4 separate regions of the Mus musculus genome follow, and all the other regions are linked to region 1. A link is a contact called in public Hi-C, HiChIP or PLAC-seq and promoter capture Hi-C data. All regions are on one chromosome and are shown on one strand. Each heading gives the region's core, a stretch centred on a gene start, on an enhancer-like site or on the middle of the called end of the contact. The rest is flanking DNA. Distances are from core to core; before and after follow the strand shown. Region 1 holds the start of Rps16 (ribosomal protein S16). Region 2 holds the start of Psmd8 (proteasome (prosome, macropain) 26S subunit, non-ATPase, 8). Region 3 holds the start of Actn4 (actinin alpha 4). Region 4 holds the start of Lgals7 (lectin, galactose binding, soluble 7).

What was found. Promoter capture Hi-C pulls out the DNA fragments that hold promoters and counts their contacts. Hi-C and Micro-C count contacts between places; a contact is called where the count stands out from the background. HiChIP or PLAC-seq counts read pairs in DNA pulled down with a chosen protein or histone mark.
Region 2: a contact with region 1 is called in a Hi-C map of erythroblasts, with 6 times the contacts expected there. The contact joins the promoter of Psmd8 here to the promoter of Rps16 in region 1. A contact is called at or near these places in 5 of 39 promoter capture datasets (the C10 cell line, hematopoietic stem and progenitor cells, liver and 2 more) and 2 of 484 Hi-C or Micro-C datasets (CD4 T cells and erythroblasts).
Region 3: a contact with region 1 is called in a promoter capture Hi-C map of neural stem cells. The contact joins the promoter of Actn4 here to the promoter of Rps16 in region 1. A contact is called at or near these places in 1 of 39 promoter capture datasets (neural stem cells), 1 of 484 Hi-C or Micro-C datasets (myocytes) and 2 of 115 datasets of contacts at active chromatin or transcription factors (bone marrow-derived macrophages and large pre-B cells).
Region 4: a contact with region 1 is called in an H3K27ac HiChIP or PLAC-seq map of microglia, with 4 times the contacts expected there. The contact joins the promoter of Lgals7 here to the promoter of Rps16 in region 1. A contact is called at or near these places in 1 of 115 datasets of contacts at active chromatin or transcription factors (microglia) and 1 of 9 other capture datasets (liver).

The regions. Positions count from the first base shown.
Region 1 is chr7:28,349,056-28,352,115 of GRCm38.p6, forward strand. It overlaps Rps16 (ribosomal protein S16), which reads left to right and starts at 1,634. Exons shown (of 5, transcript NM_013647.2): 1 at 1,634-1,796; 2 at 1,937-2,038. The coding sequence starts at 1,749. It overlaps AF357399 (snoRNA AF357399), which reads left to right and starts at 2,485; the gene lies at 2,485-2,578.
Region 2 is chr7:29,179,208-29,182,267 of GRCm38.p6, forward strand. Psmd8 (proteasome (prosome, macropain) 26S subunit, non-ATPase, 8) reads right to left here and starts at 1,466. Exons shown (of 7, transcript NM_026545.3): 1 at 1,070-1,466; 2 at 1-8. The coding sequence starts at 1,438. Catsperg1 (cation channel sperm associated auxiliary subunit gamma 1) reads right to left here. Exons shown (of 28, transcript NM_001368407.1): 26 at 3,030-3,060; 27 at 2,826-2,925; 28 at 2,325-2,719. The coding sequence ends at 2,465.
Region 3 is chr7:28,960,678-28,963,737 of GRCm38.p6, forward strand. It overlaps Actn4 (actinin alpha 4), which reads right to left and starts at 1,655. Exons shown (of 21, transcript NM_021895.3): 1 at 1,342-1,655. The coding sequence starts at 1,506.
Region 4 is chr7:28,862,759-28,865,818 of GRCm38.p6, forward strand. Lgals7 (lectin, galactose binding, soluble 7) reads left to right here and starts at 1,628. Exons shown (of 4, transcript NM_008496.4): 1 at 1,628-1,728; 2 at 2,073-2,161; 3 at 2,776-2,977. The coding sequence starts at 1,723.

The DNA of each region.
Region 1 (3,060 bases), core at 384-2,883:
AGCCCTACTGTTTCCTGTGAGCGTGTTCAAGCATGCATAACTGCTTGCACACAGAGCCCAGTGGTTTTCCCCTAACTTCCCAGCTCCAAGAAGGAGTTACCACTGCCAAGGCATGGTCACGCCAGTGTGGACAGTGCTATGCTTTGGTTTGGGCTGGCCTGGAGCACTGACCTTTAATCCAGAGATCCACTGTGTGTCTTCCATCTTATTACATTCAAGTGTGTGTCTGTGTATGCGCGTGCACATGTGGAGCTTGGAAGACAGCCTGCAGGAGTTTGTTCTCTCCTTCTACTCTGTGAGTCCCAGGAACCAAACTCGGGCCCTCAGGCTTGGGCATTTCGCTAGCTAGTTTCTTTTCTTTCTGAAGCAGGGTCACATGTAGCCCAGGCTGGCCAGATATTCATAATGAGGAGAGGATGGCGTCGGGATTCCTCCTGACCCTTCCTCCTCCTTCCAAGTGTTAGTGTTACAGGTGCACATGACCATACCTAGTCTTTTTGTTGACAACTCTGCCTTCCAAATGTCTCCACATCCCTTAATGTCCTCCACACCCTGTGCTGCAAGAGAAACTGAGGCAATCCTGAGAAGCTGTTGCCCAGTGACTTAGAACAATTCTGGGGTGGGTACTATGGAAAAGTTAAAAGCTGGTTTTCCTCAGGTTGGTAGGCTGGAGAATTCTGTGGAGTAAACACATAGAGCGGAGGGTTTAGAGGAGCATTACGGTCACTTGGAAGTTGGAAAGATGGTGGTTAAAAGCACTAACTGCTTTTCCTAGAGAGGACCTGAGTTTGGTTACAGGTACACAAGTTGGGTGTGGCTCAGACACCCTGTAACTACATTTCCAAGGAGATTGGAGGCCTCCCTCGGGAACCTGCCCTCGAAAAAAGTATTAAATCTTAAAACAAGGCTACTTGGAGGATTCTGGATAATGATCTAAGATAACTGCCCTGAAGACAGGTCCTGAGGGTAGTTCTCTAGGGGAGGGTCAAGCTGGGAGAACAATGTCCCTGGAGCAGTTGCTGGGGAGAGGAGCCACCAAAGAGGTAGTTAATTTTGGCAGCGAAAGCAGGCGAAGGCCCGAGTCTGTGAGGAAAAAAAACGTATATAAGGCACAACCAGAAGGCAAGAGAAGTTTATTTAGGAGAGCGCTGGAAAGGGCTTTTAAGGGGTCAGGTTTCCTGGGAAGAAGAGGAAGGCAATTCTGGTGAAAGGCTGATTCGCGACGGGGGATCGTAAGGGCTAGGAAAGAGGGTTCTGGAGGCAAGATTCTGAAAAGCCAGCTTGACTTAGCATAGTGGATGCGGGAAGACTCCGATGGGATGGGGATCCTGGGAAAGGGTGGGAGGAAGAGGGTGAGAATCGGCCTGGAGAAGCGCCGAAGGAGAGCATCGAAGAGCAGGAATGTCTATAAGAACTGGCCGAAAGTCAAGACCAAGGCTGCGGAAAAGCAATGGAAAAAGGAGGCCAGCCCCATCTTCCGAGTTCTGGACGGAGTCCCCACCCTCCGGGTCCCGCACAGCTCCGCCCCTTCCCCTCCGACACCGCCCCCTCCCTTGCCTGAAGGCGTTCCCGCCGCAATTCACACGTCCCCTCTCAGGCTTCGACGTCAGCCGTAAAGCCCGCTTCTGTCGTGACGTAGCACTCAATGCGCCTGCGCAGACCCTGAAAAATCGGCTGGGTTGGCCCCGCGCTTCCCTTTTCCGGTCGCGGCGCTGCGCGGTGTGGAGCTCGTGCTTGTGCTCGGAGCTATGCCGTCCAAGGGTCCGCTGCAGTCCGTGCAGGTCTTCGGACGCAAGGTGTGCCAGGGGCGGCATAGAAAGAGGTGGGGGTGGGGAGGGGGGTGAGAAGGCCCTGGCTGGGTGACATGATGAGCTGGGGCCCGCTGAGCCAGGGTCCCGCGCTCACACGGCCCCGCCGTCTCCCTCGCCCTTCACAGAAAACAGCCACGGCTGTGGCCCACTGCAAACGGGGAAATGGGCTCATCAAGGTGAACGGACGTCCCCTGGAGATGATCGAGCCGCGCACGCTGCAGTACAAGGTGTTGGGGTCGGGCATGGGCGTCCGGGTGGCGAGACGGAAGGGAAGGCCCCGGGATGATAGGGAGTTGAGGTGGGGGAAGGAGGATGGCTTACCTCGCGGTAGACCTTAACCTGGGCTCGGGAAAGATGAAGTCGGAGCTGGTAAAATACATGAAAACGTGGCCTATTCTATAACCTCGAAGCTCTCCAGATGCGAGGGGCCCGTGGCCAGGAGAATAGCACAGTGTATCCGACCTAATTGACGATTTCTGGTCTAGAAGTATGAGTTTACAGCTCATGTGTATACTCCTAGCTCCTTGGAGGATAGCATACTACGAGTTACGAATCCAAAGCGCCGCCGTTTAGGTCAGCATGGGGCTACAACGTGGAACCTTGAAAAATACAATAGGAGTCCTCTGAAGTCTAACATTGGTAGCACTTGTATGGGTTTTTGTTGAACTAGTGGGCAAAAACTGGAAAACAAGTGCAAGAACAAATCCTCTTTTGCAACCCAGAACTCATTGTTGTATGAGTTTTGGTACATGTAAGAAGGAATATCATACCTTGCAGACAATGCATTCTAATGGTAGTGTTGATGTTAATGCCACTAGACCCCCGTGCTTAGTCTAATCCAAGTCTGTCAGGTGACTAAAAAGGACAGTCTGTCAGTTTATTTGAACGATTGGTGTGTGTACCCTGTGTTGTGAATTGGGCCAACACCAGTGATGGAGGTGGCTCTAGGCCTGCCACTCGGGGAGCTTCTGGATAGACTGGTCCTAGGTATTGGACAAATTTGATCCAAAGAGAAGATGGAATGACCACTGTGAGAACAGTGGACCTGTCTGACCTTGCTTCCTGTTTGGGGAAGTTCATAGTTGCCTGTCACTCCATGATTCCAGCTCCTCGGTGTCTCAGGCCCTCTTCTGGTCTCTATGGGCACATATACATGGGACTCTGAGGGGCACAGGGATCCTAGGATAGGCTGCCTCCTTGATTCTGGTGATGGTGGGAACCACACAAAGGGAGATGATGAATGTCCATG
Region 2 (3,060 bases), core at 216-2,715, 830 kb after region 1:
AGAACCAACTGAGGGGGAAGGAATGAGGACGAGATTTCAAATATAGATTACTTACGTTCTCTGGACTTTTATGTTCCTACTTGGAAAAGCTTGCATGCATCCTAACCCACACAACTGCCATGAATATTAGTGGAGTCAGACCTTGTAAAGCAAACACCAAAGGGCCCAAGAACACGGAGCGTACCAATTGGATTACCTCATCTTACAAATATTAGTAACTCCACTGAGAAACACGAGGCACTTGGTGCCTGACCCAGGGGGATCATGGGGTAGGGAGACGCCCATGACCTCAATTCTTCCTGTTGCTATATTTAGCTTGTTTTAGGTTTCTCTCTTGTTTAAGACAGCATCTCCCCAGGCAGGCCAATCTAGTCTAGAACTGGAGAGCCTGGTGTGAGCCTCTCGAGTGCTAGGATTACAAGTGTGGGACATCGTGTTCAGCCATTATATGCAGGTCTGGGAAGACCTCCACCACAGTGTGCCCGAGAAGGGGTAACAAGGAATGTGGGGCATTCCTTTTCCCTCCCCCCCCAGTCCATCCCAGACACCATTCCTTAGTAAACTTGGGAACCTAACACATATTTTGTTGTTGTTTACTTATTATTATTATATATATATTTTGAGACGAAGTCTATGTAGCCCAGCCTCCTCAAACTCGCTATTGAAGACCAGACTGGCCTTCTATCCGCCTGAGTGTGTTTACAACCGAAACGTGTGCTCTTCTAGGTTCGTTTTTGGCTTCAAACTGTTCCTGTTGCCCCTCTTCACACAGGTGTTTCCTAACCTCTGCTCCCTCACAGCTTACCTGGGCTTTATTTGCCACACATTCCCTCAACGTCCCGTCACCTCAGACTTATTCTTTTCACTATCTCCCCGTTTGTCACTGATCCCACTCCTTCCTGCCTCCCTCCAAGTAACAAAGCTCGAACCATCTCATTCGATTCTGCCAGAACCAATCTTTCCATCATCACTCCCTTAACGACACCTCAGGGCCCGCTCTACCAGCCTCGATCTCCCGTCTGTCACCTTCCCCCAGGCATTAGGCATCTAGGACCCGGCGACCTCTTACCTTCAGGCGGCCCAGTTCTTCTCCACATTTACTAAGGTTCGGGTTCTTCCGGTTCCACTCGTCCTTGAGTTGCTCGTACATGCCGGCCGCTGCCTGCAGGATCCCGACCGAGGTGGCCGCGGGTCCGGAGCTCGAGACGGTGGTCGACCCGTTCACCGTAGCCGCTGTGGCCGCCATCTTCCGTGATGCGGCAAGCCGCCGACCCGACTTACGGCAGCGACGCCGGGCAATGGACTCCCGGCGGAAATGAGGCCGGGAGGTGGAGCCCAAAACTGGAGGCGGAGCTACCACTGCCAGTTTCCGCCCCCCGCGGGAGGAGCGCCGCGGCTCTCCTCGGGGTGTCTTCGCAGCCCGACCCTTAATGAACATGCCGCAGCTCCGCCTCTGCTGTCATTCAAAATGGCGAACGGAAGTCCGTTCGCTCCAACTGAAAACAATGCCCACAATGTCCCGCCCACCTGTAGTCACCATGGCCACCCTCGCTGGCTTCGGCCTGTGGAATGTCCATCTTAAGGGTACCGCCTCTACGTCAAGGGGTGGCGATGTGGAGCCATTTGGAAAACTTGTCAGGTGTCACTACATAGGCAGGCTGAGAGAGGACTAGCAGGTGAGATTTAAGATTAGGCGTTCGTGTTTATCAGAGCATCATTCTTCCACGTTTTTTTCAGACTCTTTAAAAAGATTTATTTATTCATTTTATGTATATAAGTACACTGTGGCTGTCTTCAGACACCCCAGAAGAGGGTATTTGATCCCTTTATGGATGGTTGTGAGCCACCATGTGGTTGCTGGGAATTTTAGTCAGGGCTTCTGGAAGAGCAGTCAGTGCTCTTAACCACTGAGCCATTTCTCTTATTTTCTCTTATTCCATTTTTTTCTTATTTTTGAAATTAAAATAGAATTACAGACCGAGCTTTGTGGTTCACGCTTTTAATCCCAGCACTTGGGATGCAGAGGCAGGCGGATCTCTGAGTTCCAGGCCAGCCTGGCCTACAGGCATGCGTGTGTGTGTGTGTGTGTGTGTGTGTGTGTGTGCGTGCATGTGCCCATGTTGAGGTCAGAGGACAGCTTCACAGAGTCGGCTCTCTCTTTAGATCTCATGAGGCCTGGGGATCAAACCCAGGTTGTCAGGCTTGAGAGCTCCTTTATCTGCTGTGCCATCTTGAAAATAAAAGATTCTGACATCATTCTGACAGTTAACTACAGCTGTGCTGGTACAAACCAAGCGGACGTGAGCCTTTCTGAGGACTCGGGACTGATTCTGCAAGGAGGCTTTATTAGGGTCTGAATGAGACATGAGCATTCTAGCCAACCAGAAAGTCCTGGGGAGGTGGCAGGCTGCATTCCCATGAGGAGAGGCCTAAGGGTTCATGAGGAAGAGTACAGACCAGGGACTCAGGCCACCTTTGCTCTCTTAGCTTGAACATTGTCCTCTTTGGTACCTGGTCTGGAGGGACCCTCAAAACTTCCCTCTGAGCTGTGAGAATGGAGGGTGAAGCCCCCAGAAGAGGAGGAAGATGAATAGGTCTCTGGTGCCATCATGTTGTGAATCTTCCAGCGAAATGAGACCCAGGCCTTCACTATGTGAGGCCACACGAGGCAGAACAGGATGTAGAAGACAACCAGGGCTATAAAGAAGCTGGTAGACACCTGCAAGCCCAGTACAACAGTCACAAGGGGTCGGGGTTGGGGTTGGGGTATAGTAGTAGGTGAACCCCCTGCCCACCCAGTAAGGAAGCCTTTGGCTGCCACTCACCATAACAATGAAGGAGGACCGCTTGCTGCTGAGCGGTAGCCCATGGATGTGCACTATAAAGGTGAGCTTGTAGTCACAGTATGTGCTATTGTCTACACCTCTGGTGAGGGAATGGAGTCCAGGATTGAGTTAAATGTCAAGGGACAATCTCAGCACACTGCATCCCCACCCTCAACATACACCTAGGCTTTATGCCTGGCTTACCTATTGCTCACTAACAACTTGAAGAAGAACT
Region 3 (3,060 bases), core at 405-2,904, 610 kb after region 1:
TCGCCCTGAGAGCAAGGGTCTTGTCCTGAAGTCACAGTGCCCATCAGTAAGTTACAAAAAAGTCTCAACCTCTAGAAAGCATGAAGTAGCTTCTAACTTCAATTTTAATTTCCCACTCTCCTCACACTCTTGCGAACCATCCCCCACATTCTCACCCACTCAACACACCCTTCTTTAGCTCTTTCTGCATACACTCACACCCTCTCTCCCATCACTCCTAGCTTCCCTCTCAACCACCCAACACATCTCCACTCCTGGCCTCCTACTCTGACCTCCACTCCATACTGTGGCTTCCCTTTAGCATCGCCCCCACACTCCTAAATACCATCAGGAAATACTATTTTAATACCCCTTCACCTACCCTCCCCATCAAAAGACACTACTCTCCCAGAACACTCATTTCTTCCTCACTCAATGAACCCCCAAGTCTTTTAATCAGGCATTCCTAATCAGACTTCCATTTTCCCAAACTAACCCCCTCCCATTATCCTCCATCCCTGCTCCTACTGTCTTCCACTATTCTCACTGTTGAACTATTTCCCCGTGAACCTGGAACCTTAACTGTTTCACTACCTCTCCCTTCTTCAAAGCACCCACACTCTTTTGGGTCTCCCCATCAATTCTAATTACGCCCCTATCCTTTTCTTTTTACAGCAAGGCGCCCTCAATAAATCTCACCCTCCTCACACAAACATCTTTTTTGTTCCTAGGCCCCTAACTTCTGTCCTGAACACCTACCTTCTCAGACCCCTAGTCCCATCAGACCATCTTAACACCTACTCACCACACACCCTAGCCCATGCAGGCCCCCCTCCCTGTCTCAGGATTCCACAATCCTCTCCTTAGTGCCCCCTTTTTACCTTTCCTGATTCTTCATCTCTTCTAGAACCACCCCCCAACACACACACACACACACACACACACACACTAAGGCTTCCTGCAATTCCAATCTCTTCTTCAGACTCTCTGCACTCCAGACTATCTCCTCCATACTAGGATTCCCAAACCAAATACTATCCAGGCTCACCAATTCCCTTCCTGGACCCCATTGCTTGCCTGGGCCCCATCAATGCTTCCTCTGATCCAACAATCTCGCCTTAAAACCTAGTTCCATTGCAACCTCCCGAATCATCATCTCGTTTGTCCCAGTTCCCCGTGTCTCCTACCTGGCCGCCACTTCCCCCCTCCCCCTCCAGATTCCCAATTGCTTCCTTAAGCTCTGTAATCCCTCTCCGGGACTGCAAACCCGTTCCCGAACCCGCCAATTGTCTCCCAGGACCCTCCTCCAGGCCTCCCCGCCACGCGCAGGACGCCACCCAGCCCGGGTCACGGGCCGCGCACCTTGCGCTGCTGCTTCTCCCAGGCCGGGTCCAACAGCAGGTCCCGGTCCCAGTCATCCTCCTGGGCCATGTAGTCGCCCATGCTTCCGCCGCCACCCGCGCCATTGCCGCCGCCGCTGTTCGGGCCGTACTGGTACGCCTGGTTCGCTGCGTGGTAGTCCACCATTCCGCCGCCTTTCGCTAGCCCGCCAGCCGGTCCGCTACCGCCTCAGCTCCCGCCCCTGTGCCGGAGGCTCCGACTCGGCCGCCGCTTCAGCTGCTTTCAGCCCGCCCAAGACTGACGCCTGCGCAGTTCACTTGCCGCGCCTGCGCACTGCGCTGCCGCCGCCGCCCTCCCGCGCGCGCGCACCTGAGGAGGCCCCGGGCTCTCGGCGCCGGCGCAGAACGCACCTCCGGCTGCCCGCCCAGCGTGGGAGCCCAGGCGCTTCTAGCGGGAACGCGCGCGTCACCCCGTGTGGGCGGGGCCCAAGTCATGAATGATTCATAAGGCGGGGCTCCTCATCCGGCTTTAACCTGTTTCGGGGTGGAATGTGTTCCCATTCAGCCATTCAGACATAATCAAGATTTATTTGGCTGCCTGCTATGTGTGAGACCGTGTTTTCTGCCTTGGCATTAAAGAAGTCAGGAAAAGTCCCCACCCTTTCGAAACTATATACTATAAACCTTGCACGATGGAACGTGGGATCTCTGTTCTCAGGCCGCAGAGACTGAACGACAGATAACATGTTGGAGCTTGGGTTACACAGGAAGACCAGTCTTAAATTAAATAAATAATCGAGCTTAAAACTGGGCATGGTGGGCCGGACAGTGTTGGCGCACGCCTTTCATCCCAGCACTTAGAGGCAGAAGCAGGTGGATTTCTGAGTTCGAGGCCAGCCTGGTCTACAGAGTGAGTTCCAAGACAGCCAGGGCTCCACAGAGAAACCCTGTCTCGAAACAAACAAGCAAACAAATAACTGGGCATGGTGACACATACCTTAGATCCCAACTGGAGGTGTGGACAGGAGGGTTCAAGGCCAGACTTACTTAGTACACAGCGAGTTTGAATCTAGTGTGGGCTACATGAGGACCCTGTCTTAAAAAAAGAAAAGAAAAGAAACTCTAGAATGGGCTGGATTTGTAAAGTCTTCTGGGAAAAGGGAAAAGGTAGATATTTAAAGAAACTCTTTCAAAGATACGTCGAGTTAGATTGGACTGGGATAGCTAGTTAGCAGGGAAGGCAAGGGGTCCTTTTGGACTTGTCTATCTTCATTCTCGCAGCAAATACTATGCACCTACTACATGCAGCCACTTTCCAACTACGGACAGCATGGTAAGCCAGGTCAGTTATCAAACGACTAACTTTGTAGGAGAGATGGGCAACAATAAGAATTATGGAAACCAGGCATGGTGGTGTATTAATCCCAGCACTCAGGAGGCAAAAGCAGGCAGAGCACTGAGTTTGAGGCCAGCCTGATAGACAGAGTGAGTTCTAGGATAGCCAGAAAAACCCAGTCTCAGAGGGGGAAGTGGGGGTAGGTAGAGGAGAAAAGAAACACACACGGAATAATAATAGTGCCTCATTGAAGGCCATCTGATAACCAGAGGGGCCATCTCCATCTTGAAAGGTGACTTCCTGCTTCCAGCTGCTCAGGAAACCTTAATCCTCCCTTATAGGGCTTCTTACAAAGAGGCAGCCAGCAGCCACCATTCCAAGCCTTCTTCCTGCCACCCCCACTCT
Region 4 (3,060 bases), core at 378-2,877, 510 kb after region 1:
GAACTGCTTTTTTTTTTGCCTTCCTAGTGCTGGGATTAAAAGCATGCCTCACCACTGGAAGGAAGGAAGGAAGGAAGGAAGGAAGGAAGGAAGGAAGGAAGGAAGGAAGGAAGGAAGGAAGGAAGGAAGGAAGGAAGGAAGCCAGTTGCTGTTGTTTGAGACCGTGTTTTCCAGCCCGCGTTGGCTTCAAATGACCTCGTGCTGACTCTCTCGCCTTCACCTCCCACGCGCTGGTTTCCAGGTGGAGCAATCAGGTCCATCTCCAGCCTGTCTTCTCCAGGGCTCCTCCCCCAGCATCGCAGCGCCCACGTTTCTCTGGCATCTTCTGTGCCCTCTCTGGGCCACCTCACGGGATTCCTTGATGTGTATTCTAGGGTTGTGTGTGTTGCGGGCGTGGGGGGGGGGTCTGAATATGGGAAACTGGGACAGAGAAGCAGGAGAGGTAGCAAGTTCCTAATCTCCAAGGCAACTTTCCACTCCCAGCATGCATCTGGCCTCCGGCTCTGCCACCTGCTGGGTGGGGCAGGAGTAGGGTGGTGGGGATAGGGATGGGAAAGATCTTTCAGGAAGGCTGCTGGGCTGTTAGGAGTGGTAACTGCTCAGCGCTCCCACCCTCCCTTTGCCTGCCTTCCAGAAATTTCTCTTTCATTCTTTATGAGTCACCCCTACACACACCCACACACACATACACACACACACACACACACACACACACTTTCTCTATTTCTCTAGAGTGCTGGTCTAGGGAGACTAAAACTCAGGCTATTGGAAGTTTCCCCAATGTGTTTCATTTGATCTGGGTGGTGACTGGCAGCCCGGGACACCCACCAACCCATATTCCATCACACTCTCATTGGATGGGAAGGTGGGCTCAGTTCCAAGGAGGAGCTGATAGAGACCTGAAGAAGAAAAGTAGGAACCACTGAGAAGAGAGAGGGAGAGAGAGAGAGAGAGAGAGAGAGAGCGAGAGAGCAGAGCGCTGATCTTGATCTTTGGGCAAATTGTTCCCATGAGCACTGTTTCCTGTACGTCAGTACAGTGGCTCGATATACTCCACATATCCTGGTAAGGTTCAGACACACATCTGGACACCCAGAGGTCTCAGCAGCCTGGCCACTGTTAGTGAAACTTCATTATTTGACCCTCCGTTACTGGCCACTCCATTACTGACCACTTCAAACGTGCCAACACACTCTTGGTAACCTGGGGGGTAGGGTGGGGGCACAGCATAGGATAAAAAGGAATAGCGGGTTTCCTGGGGACCCCATTGAGTTATTATGCCTGTCTTTGACGGCAGAAGCAGAGGTGGCCAGGACAAAGCAGAGCAGCCTGCGCTCCAGGGAAGAGGCTCCTTTCAGAAAGGGTGGAGGCTGATGCTTGCGCAGCCTTTCTGGATCCACTAGATCTCCAGGGGAGTCCAGTGTCTGACAGGGCGGTAGGGGTATGAAAGGGGAGGTGAGAAGAGCACAGGGCAAACCTCCCCAGTCTTGGTATTAAAGGTTGTCCCTATCTCTAAGCCTAGGAAAAGGGGAGAGGGAGCTGGTGTGTGGGGGCAGGGCAGGAGGAGACTCGCCCGGCCTTGACAGCTTTGCCTTAGGGCAGGGGTCTGTGCCAGCTGTGGGCGTTGGATGGAAAGGGAGGAGCTGAACCACTACCTTGCCTTTACTTAAGGTCCCCTCCCACAGCGACTGGCCACATTGTTGCTGTATTGCTGTGCCCGCCATGTCTGTAAGTATACTGGGGCCCAAGCTGGGGAAACGGGGCTTTGGGACAAGGCCAAGTCTGGAAGCTGGGACTAGCTTAAACCTCCCCTTCAAAGCAAAAAACGGGTATCAGGAGAGCTGGCTGCTATCTCTTGGGTTTCACCAGCACGTCCTGATAGGTTGTCTCCCAGCTGGCTTTGCTTTCTTCTAACTGCATTGTCTCTGTCAGGTCTGTGTGCCTGTCTCTGCCTCTCCGTTAATCTGCATCCCTCTTGGTTTCTGCCTGGTCCCTGGAGTTCCTAGCTGGGGCTGACCAGTCTGTTTCTTTGTCTCCCTGGTTCTCATTCTTGCCCCACCCAATTCTTACAGGCTACCCAGCACAAGACCTCCCTGCCTCAGGGCGTCCGCGTGGGCACTGTCATGAGAATTCGAGGCATGGTCCCTGACCAGGCTGGCAGGTGATATCCCAGGTTCCAGGGGAAAGGGTGGGTGGGGCATCTCCTGGCTCAGTTGAACCCTGGTTCTTAGAGCCCACATATGGTGTCCCTGGAACCTTGTTTGCCATGTGGAGTCTTGGAGTCCCTATTGCTAGCTTAATTTGGATATTTTCACTGATGTTCCCCAAGACTTGTGGGTGGGTGTGCCCAAGTCTCCCTAAAAATGTAGGCTTCTAGAACAATAATAAGAATCCCTGGTTAGTCCTACGATCTCCATGTCCAGTTTTCCAGGACAATGAAAATCTCTCTTGGATCTTGAAGCTACCCTGGATGCCCAGGGTACCCGGTCATCAAGTCCATGACCTACTAAAATTGAGACCTTGGGCTTTGTGGGAATATTGATAACCTGGAATAGTGGGGTCCCTTGCTATTAACTCTGCTTATCTGGAGTGCGATTCCCTGAACCCCACTCAGGCACAGCAGGCCATCCCACAACCTAGGACAGCTCCAGGCTCTGGAAATGAGGGGGATCCTGGCTACAAACACAGGGACTCCCTATGGGTGTGGGTGTGCCGGTGGAACCACATAACTTGCACATGGTGGTTGCTGATCTTTGAGGCTTACTGTCCCCGAAGGTTCCATGTAAACCTGCTATGCGGTGAGGAGCAAGGAGCAGATGCCGCCTTGCACTTTAACCCGAGGCTGGACACTTCCGAGGTTGTCTTCAACACCAAAGAACAAGGCAAATGGGGCCGTGAGGAGCGAGGCACCGGCATCCCCTTCGAGCGTGGGCAGCCCTTTGAAGTGCTCCTCATCGCCACAGAGGAAGGCTTCAAGGTGGGTCTTTGAAGGAGAACACTCCAGACCCAGGTCTAGAGCCAAATGCTGGGGACTGAGCTGTCGAGGATGGCGGGAAAGCC